Linked DNA regions of Rattus norvegicus: region 1 is linked to region 2. A link is a contact called in public Hi-C data. All regions are on one chromosome and are shown on one strand. The core of a region is the stretch at or near the end of the contact, and the rest is flanking DNA. Distances in the headings are between cores, read along the strand shown. Region 1 has its middle 24 kb from the start of Ap4e1. Region 2 holds the start of Sppl2a (signal peptide peptidase-like 2A).

Region 1 (4,225 bases), core at 1,570-4,069, 55 kb before region 2:
ATCTACAGTCCTGTCCAGCTGTAAAACCCAAGAACCACAGGCAAACAAAGCAAGAGAGCTCCAACGGTCAGTAGTCCCTTTCATCTTGTAACCATGGCTGTCTAATTGGGTTTAAGGTCCACTCAATGGGCAGAAAACCATTTCTGGCACTGTAATCCTAGTCAACCTGTTACCCGAGGCTGGGGAGCTCACAGACCAGAGTGGAGAGCCTACTACTGCCTTTTTCCTAAACCAATATAATCTTTAACTCTATCTTCCTTGTACCTACAGATGAGAGTAGCTCTCACACCTCATCAAAGAAGCTTCTTTATGTAACAGATGGAGACTATTACAGAGACCCTCAACTGGTCAAAACGCAGAGATTAATGATCCGTGGGGTGCCCAACCCCAACTGATACATATTTAAAACAACCCAAGGCCCAAGGAAACTTACAGAAGGGGAAGACAGATTGGAAGAGTCAGTGGTCCAGGACAGTTGTTACTAGATAGTACCCCCTAACCATGAGAGGGAAAATGCACCCACTAATGATTGTGTGAGCAAGACTGGCATAGAGACAACATTAGGTGACATGCCAATGTGGACAGAGGGCATTCACCCCTAGAGGAAGAGCTATGATGGTCAATGGATGCTGAAAGAGAGAATCACTTCCTTTTAGGAGCCAGACCCTGCATAGGAAGCAGAATCCCGAGTGGTCAGCTCAGGATACTTGTACATATAAGCAATGCTGAATGCACTTAGAGGGTACATAGATGTGTATGCATATATATATATATATATGTAAAGATAAAGAAGAGGCCATGGATCGGGAGGGGTAGACACTGGAGTAGTTTGAAGGATGAAGAAAGGCATGGAGTGGACAGACACCCAGGGTTCATGTGCAAAATTCTCTGAAAGGAATTTAAAATAATGGGAAAAAAAGAGGTGGTCTCTGTTGAAGGCTATGCACAAGAAGGCGGTATTTCAAATCTAGCCTTTGAGCTAGTATCAGTGTTCCATGAGGAGACTGTTGCAAGGCATGTTCTTAAGTTGATCTCATCTCTGTAAGATCATGAGACAATCTTGTAAGAGAGTCTCGAAGGGGAGAGGGACACAAGGAGACAATCTGCATTACAAAGTGGCCTGTTAAGGTGGTCTGTGGTGGATGGCGTATGTAGGAGACAGGCTTCCAGATGGTAGTATTAAGGTGGTCTCTGATGCCGACCTAAGGCTTTCATTGCAGATCCAAAATGACAGGCGATGGATGGGACAAGCTTCCTCAAGAGCCGGAGGGTAGTTGCAGTTCTCTCTTCTACCACTAGATGGCAGTGTAGGTATGTGTGGAGGAGAAAGAGAAAACCAACTAGATCCCAGAGCCAGGATCATTCCAATGAGGAAGTAAATCAAATTAGACCAGAAGTGCCGTAGTCAATAATAAAGGCCTTGTTTTTTTCCAGAACGTATGGAGCCTGCCTTCAAAAACCCTGTCTCTGGATAAATTAGACTAATGACTTATCTTCCATCCTCTTATTTTGTGGCGTCTTTATTTTATTTTGGCGTTTGTTGTTCTTGTTTTGTTTGAATCGAGGTCTCACTCCGTAATCCTGACTTTCCTAGGCTCATAATGTAGATCAGGCTGGCCTCAAATCTATGGTTATATCCTCCTGCCTCTACTTCCTCTTAGGTTCTGGAACTAGAGTTCAGGCACCCCAGCCCCTGGCTATGACTTGTTGATCCTACTCTCTCTTGCTTCCTTCTGTTTCCCAGACCTGAATTCATAGGAGAGGCACAAAACAATGTTTTGATAAGTACGTGCTTGAAATAACTTTGGCGGCTCTCCAGATAGAACTTCTTTTTTTTCTTTTTCTTTTTTCTTTTCTTTTTTTCGGAGCTGGGGACCGAACCCAGGGCCTTGTGCTTGCTAGGCAAGCGCTCTACCACTGAGCTAAATCCCCAGCCCCCAGATAGAATTTCTTATGCTCTCACACTTCCATAACATTTGGAAACATCTAGATTAGATCAGATCAAGATCCACACAGCTTCAAATCCTCTTGGTAACTATTGGTACATTGGTAGTTTATATGTCTGTGGAAAAATTTTTATAAGTGTATTAGAATTTTTAAAAGACCTTTAAAACGTTACTGATTAAACAATGCCACCTCAGGATAACCCCCCACTCCATGTCTTCTCTTCCTTTGCACGTCCATAAGCTTGGGTAAAGTCTCTTTGGGCTTATTTCCAAATCTCTTATGTCATTGGTCTATTACACAGATACTCTCGCTTCACATGAAAATCGAAAGCTGCAGAAAGAACGGCTTGTGAGGAATTACCAAAAGCTCGGAGTTGACTTCCTGTCGGAAGCGTGTGGGCATATCATTTTTTGCCTTCTGTTTGTGTATATGTATGCCATACTCATATGTGTTCTATCATGAGGGAATGCAGGCATTTGCGTGCCGTGGTGCGTGGGGAGGTCACAGGGCAGGCTCAAGGACCATTCCTTACTTTCTACTATGGGTGTTACTGCATCCTTTCCTCTTTGGCTTTTGTCTTTTCTTGCTTTATACGACGCCCGTCTGGCCCAGCAGCTTTCAAGGATTTCCCTGTCTCTGCCTTCCATCTCCTCATAAGAGTGCTGGGATTTCAGACACACACAGCCACCATGTCTGGCTCACGTGGGCCCTGGGGATTGAACTCTGGTCCTCACACTTGAGCACTTTACCCACCAAGGCATTTTTTTCTAGCCCTAGCATGATTTATTGCACTAGCAAAAGACTCTCCATAGTTTACTTACAGGTTTTGTTGCTACTGTTATGACTCTTAACACATTAGTAAGGAGTAATGAGAGAAAGAATTTTTATAGTGACCTGGAGATTCTGAAGCTATCAAGGCATGGATCAGTGTAAACTCTTGAAAGTAGCTGGAGTGGTAAAAAAAACAGCAGCCAGTGTGATGTGGCTTTTCAATTACCTTAGCTATAAAGTTTGGCTATTAACTGAGTACTTAATTGGCTCCTCCTGAAATGAAGCTATAAAAGCATTCGGTCCCACAGGCTAAAGAACATGTTGTACCTGTTGAAAACTGTTAAAAGGCACCTTTAAAAGTCTGGTCATAACTGAGCAATGACTAAATGTAACCTTATTAGGCCAGACATTTTAGAGTAGAAATGGTGACTACCAACACAGAATTGTGGCCAGACAGCCGAGTCTGAATCCTACCTCTGCCATTTACAGTCTGCACGACTCTAATTACATAGTTTACATTCTCGGGCCTTTCTATCTCCGTCTCTATAATGAGCGCAACAGTAACTACCCTGCAGAATCTGAATAATTAGGTTAAGTCACACACAGAAAGGAACTTTGAAGACAGGGTAGAACACAAATATTAGTTACAGCTTGTAAGGCAGGCAGTCATCCTTTACAGATAGGGACGCCGACTGCCTTGGCTAAGAACCAGTTGTGGCTGAGTTAGGACGAGGACAGATCGCCACGGCTCCTTTTCAGAACATCAATCAGCACTCCTTTGACAGGTAATATAAACTAGGTCTCCGCCCCTGTCTCATTTACATAAAATTTATCACCCAGCCATAAAAAGTCATTAAAATTTAACTTTAAGTTTGTTAGAAGCTAGATTTAATTACCATGTATGTGTACATATATTACTTACCTTCCAACTGCCCCTGAAGGAAAACAGTTTTGTTTTTTGTTTTTTTTTATTGTATATGGTCAATGCTTGGCTAAGGCTTCTAGTTTTATGAGAGTCACATGAGATTATTTGAATGCTAAATCCAGCTACTGGGAGGAATCTACAAAAACAAGTCAACCCTTATATAAAAGCTAGAACTTTCAGTGTACTTTCAGGACTCTTTAAATAATTCTTTACCTTCATTCTAACCTTACGTTTTGCTACTGACAAAGAAATTACCATTTGTGGCTTCCAAAAACGTCCTGTTGTTTCTTTTCTTTTTGATGTGTATTTGTGTGTGCCTGCTTGCCCATACGTACAGTACATGCCTGCTGGTGCCCACAGAGGCCCGAAGAAGGCATTAGATCCCCTGGTGCTGGAGTTACCTGTCGTTGTGAACTGCCTACACAGTTGTGTGTGCCGGGAACCACATTCTAGTCCTCTGCAGAAAACAGCAAGTTCATTTAACTGCTGAGTCATCCTCCAAGCCCTCAAACGATCTCAGCACTGGGGAGGCAGAGGAAGCAGATCTTGGTGAGTTCAAAGACAGCCTGGTCTACATAATGA
Region 2 (4,347 bases), core at 1,453-3,952:
CCTCTTTCAGATGTTGTCATCTCACCCCTAGCTGTTGAGGACCAAACCTTCAAGCACATGAGCCTTGCAGGGACAAATAACATCCAACCACAGTGGGTTACTTATAGTTTGGGACCATTACAGGGCCACTTAGACCATCATGGAGGTGGACTGTCTTCACAAACATTTGCTTTCATTTCTCTTGGGTACATAACTAGAAGAGGAATGGCTGTGCTGTACAGTAGGGTATGGTTAACTATACCAGGAAATGCCTGCTTGTGAAACTGGTTGCACCACTTTACATCTCCACCAGGATTCTGGTTCCTCCACATCCCAACTGATATTTGGTGACATAATTTTCATTCCATCCGTTCTCATAGGTACATGGTACTTGTTCATTCCTTTTTCGGTTTTTGGTCTTTTTATTGAATAATAAGAGTTCTTTATATCTCTGTATGTATGTAAACATATATGTGTATATGTAAACACACATGCATATGTCTTCTCCCAATCTACAGTGGTCTTCATTCCTTTAAGAATATCTTCTAGGGGTTGGGGATTTAGCTCAGCGGTAGAGCACTTGCCTAGCAAGCGCAAGGCCCTGGGTTCAGTCCCCAGCTCCGAAAAAAAGAAAAAAAAAAAAAAGAATATCTTCCAGGGGCTGGAGAGATGGCTCTGAGCACTGGCTGCTCTTGGGGAGATGGACCTGGGTTCAATTCCCAGCACCCACATGGCTGCTTATAATCACCTGTAACTCTGGTTCTGGGGTCTGGTGCCCTCTTATGACCCCTGTAGACATCTGTAGACATATGGTAGACATAAGCTCATGTAGGTGTCTGTGCAAGTACACACACACAAATAAATAAATAAAAAGAATATCTTCCAAAGAATAGAGGTTTTTATTTGGTGAAGTCAATTTGTTGATTTTATTGTTGTATAGTTTTCCCTTTTAGTGTCCTGTTTTAGAAATCTTCATCCCCCCCCCCAAAAAAAAGCTATTAAATCTTTACAAATGTTTCCCTGAGACAACTTTGAAGGTCAGGTCTTATATTTAAGAGTAAGATCTATTTTGAGTTACATTTATATAACAGTGTGAGGTCTCTGGCATGTTGAGGGTCCATTCTCTGATTCTCTAATTCAGTGGGTTTGGATGGTGATGCTGAAACGGCAGAATCAGGGGCCTCGGTCCAGGCCCACACTCTGAAACACTAAATAACGAAAGGTTTTTCAAGCTTGGCTGTATATTAAACCTGGAAATGCGGTTTAATAAAAATTAAAATGCGGATATATTGGTCTTATCCAGATGAGCAAGTATGTGGGATCCCAGGGGAAAGAGGAGACTAGCTCAAACATCAGTGTCCTAGACAGTCTCTAAAAGTGGCTGAGAGTAAATACGACAATGTCATGACTGGCAGTTTCTGTCTGGGGAGCTCTTGAGGGCTGGTAGGTTTACAAATAGATTGAAACTGGGCCACAAGGGGAAGCCAGGGGACAGACAACTTCAGAAACAACCCACGCAGAACTGTAGGAGCATTTCCTTCAGGAATCCCCGCCACGCAGAGACGGAGATGATGAAGTCTCAGGTTCCAAGCTGTGTGATTCATTTCCGTCTCACCTTCTGCCTCTTCTTCCTTTCCACCTCTCCTACGTTCAGCCAAGGTCCAGTTCTGTAGTTGCCTCCCTTGGTTTTGAGACTAAAGCTTCCTTTCTGGAAGTGAATTCCCTCTTTGCCTAGCTGAAATTAACACGCAGAAATGAAGAGTCAGTAATACTCGGCTAGGGCTGGTGTTTCCTTTCTTTTTTTTTTTTTTTTTTTTTCCTTCCTTGTGCCCTATTTCCACCTCCCTTTGCTCCTTGTACAGTACCTTGTGAAAGGTCACTTTGTAACAGTGTTTGCTCACACGTCTGTATTTTTTGCTATGTCCCTCCCTTAGGGTAACAGAACACTGTCCTATTCAGTGGTTGGTATTAAACAGTAATCCAACAAATATTTGACGACCTAGTATACACTGGATATTTTATGTGTAAGGACACAGCAGTCAACAAAGCAAAGAGGGACCCTCCCATTAACTGGATAGCAGCAGGTGAGACAGAGATGAATATAAGAAAATGGGGGGGTTGGGGATTTAGCTCAGTGGTAGAGCGCTTGCCTAGGAAGCGCAAGGCCCTGGGTTCGGTCCCCAGCTCCGAAAAAAAGAACAAAAAAAAGAAAAAGAAAAAGAAAAGAAAATGGGGGTAAAAATCAGGCATGGTGGCTTATGCCTCTAGTCTCAGCCCTTGGGAGACAGATACAGGCAGATCTCTGAGTTCTAGGCCATGATCTACATAGTGAGTTCAGAGTATTTGTCAAGGATATGTCTCAAAAAAGCAGCAGCAGCAGCAACAACAACAAGCTATGAAGAGAACAAATAAATCATAGTATGAAAGTGAATGGAAGGCCACTTAAGATTTGGTGTATTAGGAAACACTCTATAGGGAGGAAGTGTTAAGTAAGCCGATAAGGGAACACCAAGAGTGTATTCCCCAGAGACTGCCCACCTAGAGGGTCCGTGGATCTTAACACGTGGGAAAGTACAGACGCTAAGGACAGAGAAGACAGGGGTGAGATTTTGCAGCAGAGGAAGTTTTGATTTGTGCTGCAATTTGTGGAGAGGGGCTTTGTCTGGTTTATGTCTTTACGAAAGTCTCGTGGCTACGTGGCAGAGGCCTGAAAGGAAACTGAAACCTGAAGCTCCAGTGGCTTGGAATGGGCGGCGGCCGCAGTTAAGGGGAACCGAACGAGAACCCGGGGTTTACGCAGCTAGAAAGACTGCCAGGAGCTGACAGTCCCCACAGAGTCCCGGCCCAGCGTTCCGCGGGAGGAACCGGAAGAGGAAGTCGGGGCTGCACCCTAGAGGTCCGGGTGCTGCCAGCGCAGCCTGCGCCTAGCTGCCCGCCCGTGGGATGGGGTTGCTGCACTCGCTGCACGCTCCCGCTGCTGCCCTGCTGTGGAGCTGCCTGCTCGGACTGGTGAGAGCCGGACTCCCCTCCCCTCCGCTTTTCCCTCCCCTTCTTCCGTCTTCCTCCCCCTCCCCCTCCATCCCTTCCTCTCCCTCTTCCCCCACCCTTCCCGACTTCCCTCATCCCTCCTCCTTCCCCTCCTCCCCGTTTCTCTCATTCCAACTCAGCTTCCCATTCTCCCACTGCCCTGGCCGGGTTAACTCTGTTCGTCTTTGAGTCCCAGCCTTCCACACCCGCCCCCCGCTCCCGAAATCCCGCGAAGTGCCCAATCCCTGGAAGAAACCCGTGGGGCGGGGGTAGGAGTGGATGGTGTGGGTGGGGAGCTTCCTCCTCCTTGGTCCTGGAACCCTCTCTATAATTTTTTACCCTGCTGGCATGTTTTTTTCTTAATTCAAAGAATTCACTTCTGTGGGCTTATCTGTGTAGCCCTTCTCACTGCTGCATTTTGCCCGCAAAAAGACGGGTGGAGGGGCAGGTGTGGACAGGGTTCCAGGTGTTAGCGTTCTGGCCTTCTCTTTAGTTAACCGCTCTCACATACATTTCAATCTATGGCCATATTAATATTTATATTCTTTCCTTCCATTCCCATATAGTGCCTTCTATGTAAGGTACATAAGATTATACTGTGGGGATTTGTTTTATGCTTTTGTTTTCTTATAGGTATACTTTAAAATACCTTTAAAGGGGAAATTAGAGATTTGAATAGTTTGAAGTCTAAAAGGGTCAAAGTCTGGTTAAGAAAAAACAACAAATATGTGCACACATGCCCATATCTGCTGAAGTAATATTTTAATATTCGGCATCAGGTTATTTGAACTCCAATGTGTGACCAAGAAGGTAGCATTCGGTGTTTTAGATTTAGTTTCTGTTCACTTTCTTTTCTGGCCTTTGATGATGGGAACTTTTTGTAGATGTTGTTTGCACACTGTTGTGTAAACAGTGTATGCAGTTATTACTTAGAAACCATCACTTCTCTGAAAGACTGCTTTGTCACTCTGGGCTTTAAAAGGTCACCGACAAAGCCCAAACGTTTTTTTGTTTTTTTGTTTTTAAGTAGACTTTGGCGTTCTAGGAACTTTGCCAGACAGCATTAGGAGAGAACTCATACAAAAAGTGTTTTGAGGAGAAACACAGTAGCATTACTTTGTATCTTTGAAATATGAACTGAGTAACCAGACAAGTACCATTTAAGTTCAAAGAAAACTCAGCAGGTACATAAATGTTGTGAACTTATAACTTACTCATCAAGTTTAATACTCATTTTAGTGACCTCTTAAGATGACTAATACAAAATGTTTACATACTTATACCATAGTTCCACTAACCCTTTCTCAAGGTAAATCAATATTTAGCACAGTAATACATCTA

The links. Hi-C and Micro-C count contacts between places; a contact is called where the count stands out from the background.
Region 1: a Hi-C map of the A7r5 cell line shows a contact between it and region 2, with 2.9 times the contacts expected there. The contact joins the enhancer-like site here to the promoter of Sppl2a in region 2. A contact is called at or near these places in 5 of 12 Hi-C or Micro-C datasets (the A7r5 cell line, Schwann cells, kidney and 2 more).

What each region holds. Positions count from the first base shown.
Region 1 is chr3:134,700,490-134,704,714 of GRCr8, reverse strand. No RefSeq gene overlaps it. Among named protein-coding and RNA genes, the nearest start is that of Ap4e1, 24 kb to the left of the region's middle. Within about 2 kb of position 2,819, at least 4 of the 93 cell types and tissues checked have an H3K27ac peak or open chromatin away from gene starts, as enhancers often do. A contact at or near this core is called in the A7r5 cell line, where this site is marked.
Region 2 is chr3:134,645,107-134,649,453 of GRCr8, reverse strand. It overlaps Sppl2a (signal peptide peptidase-like 2A), which reads left to right and starts at 2,702. Exons shown (of 15, transcript NM_001107770.1): 1 at 2,702-2,988. The coding sequence starts at 2,923. It overlaps LOC134486145 (a long non-coding RNA gene), which reads right to left and starts at 2,844. Exons shown (of 2, transcript XR_010064882.1): 1 at 2,705-2,844; 2 at 856-1,714.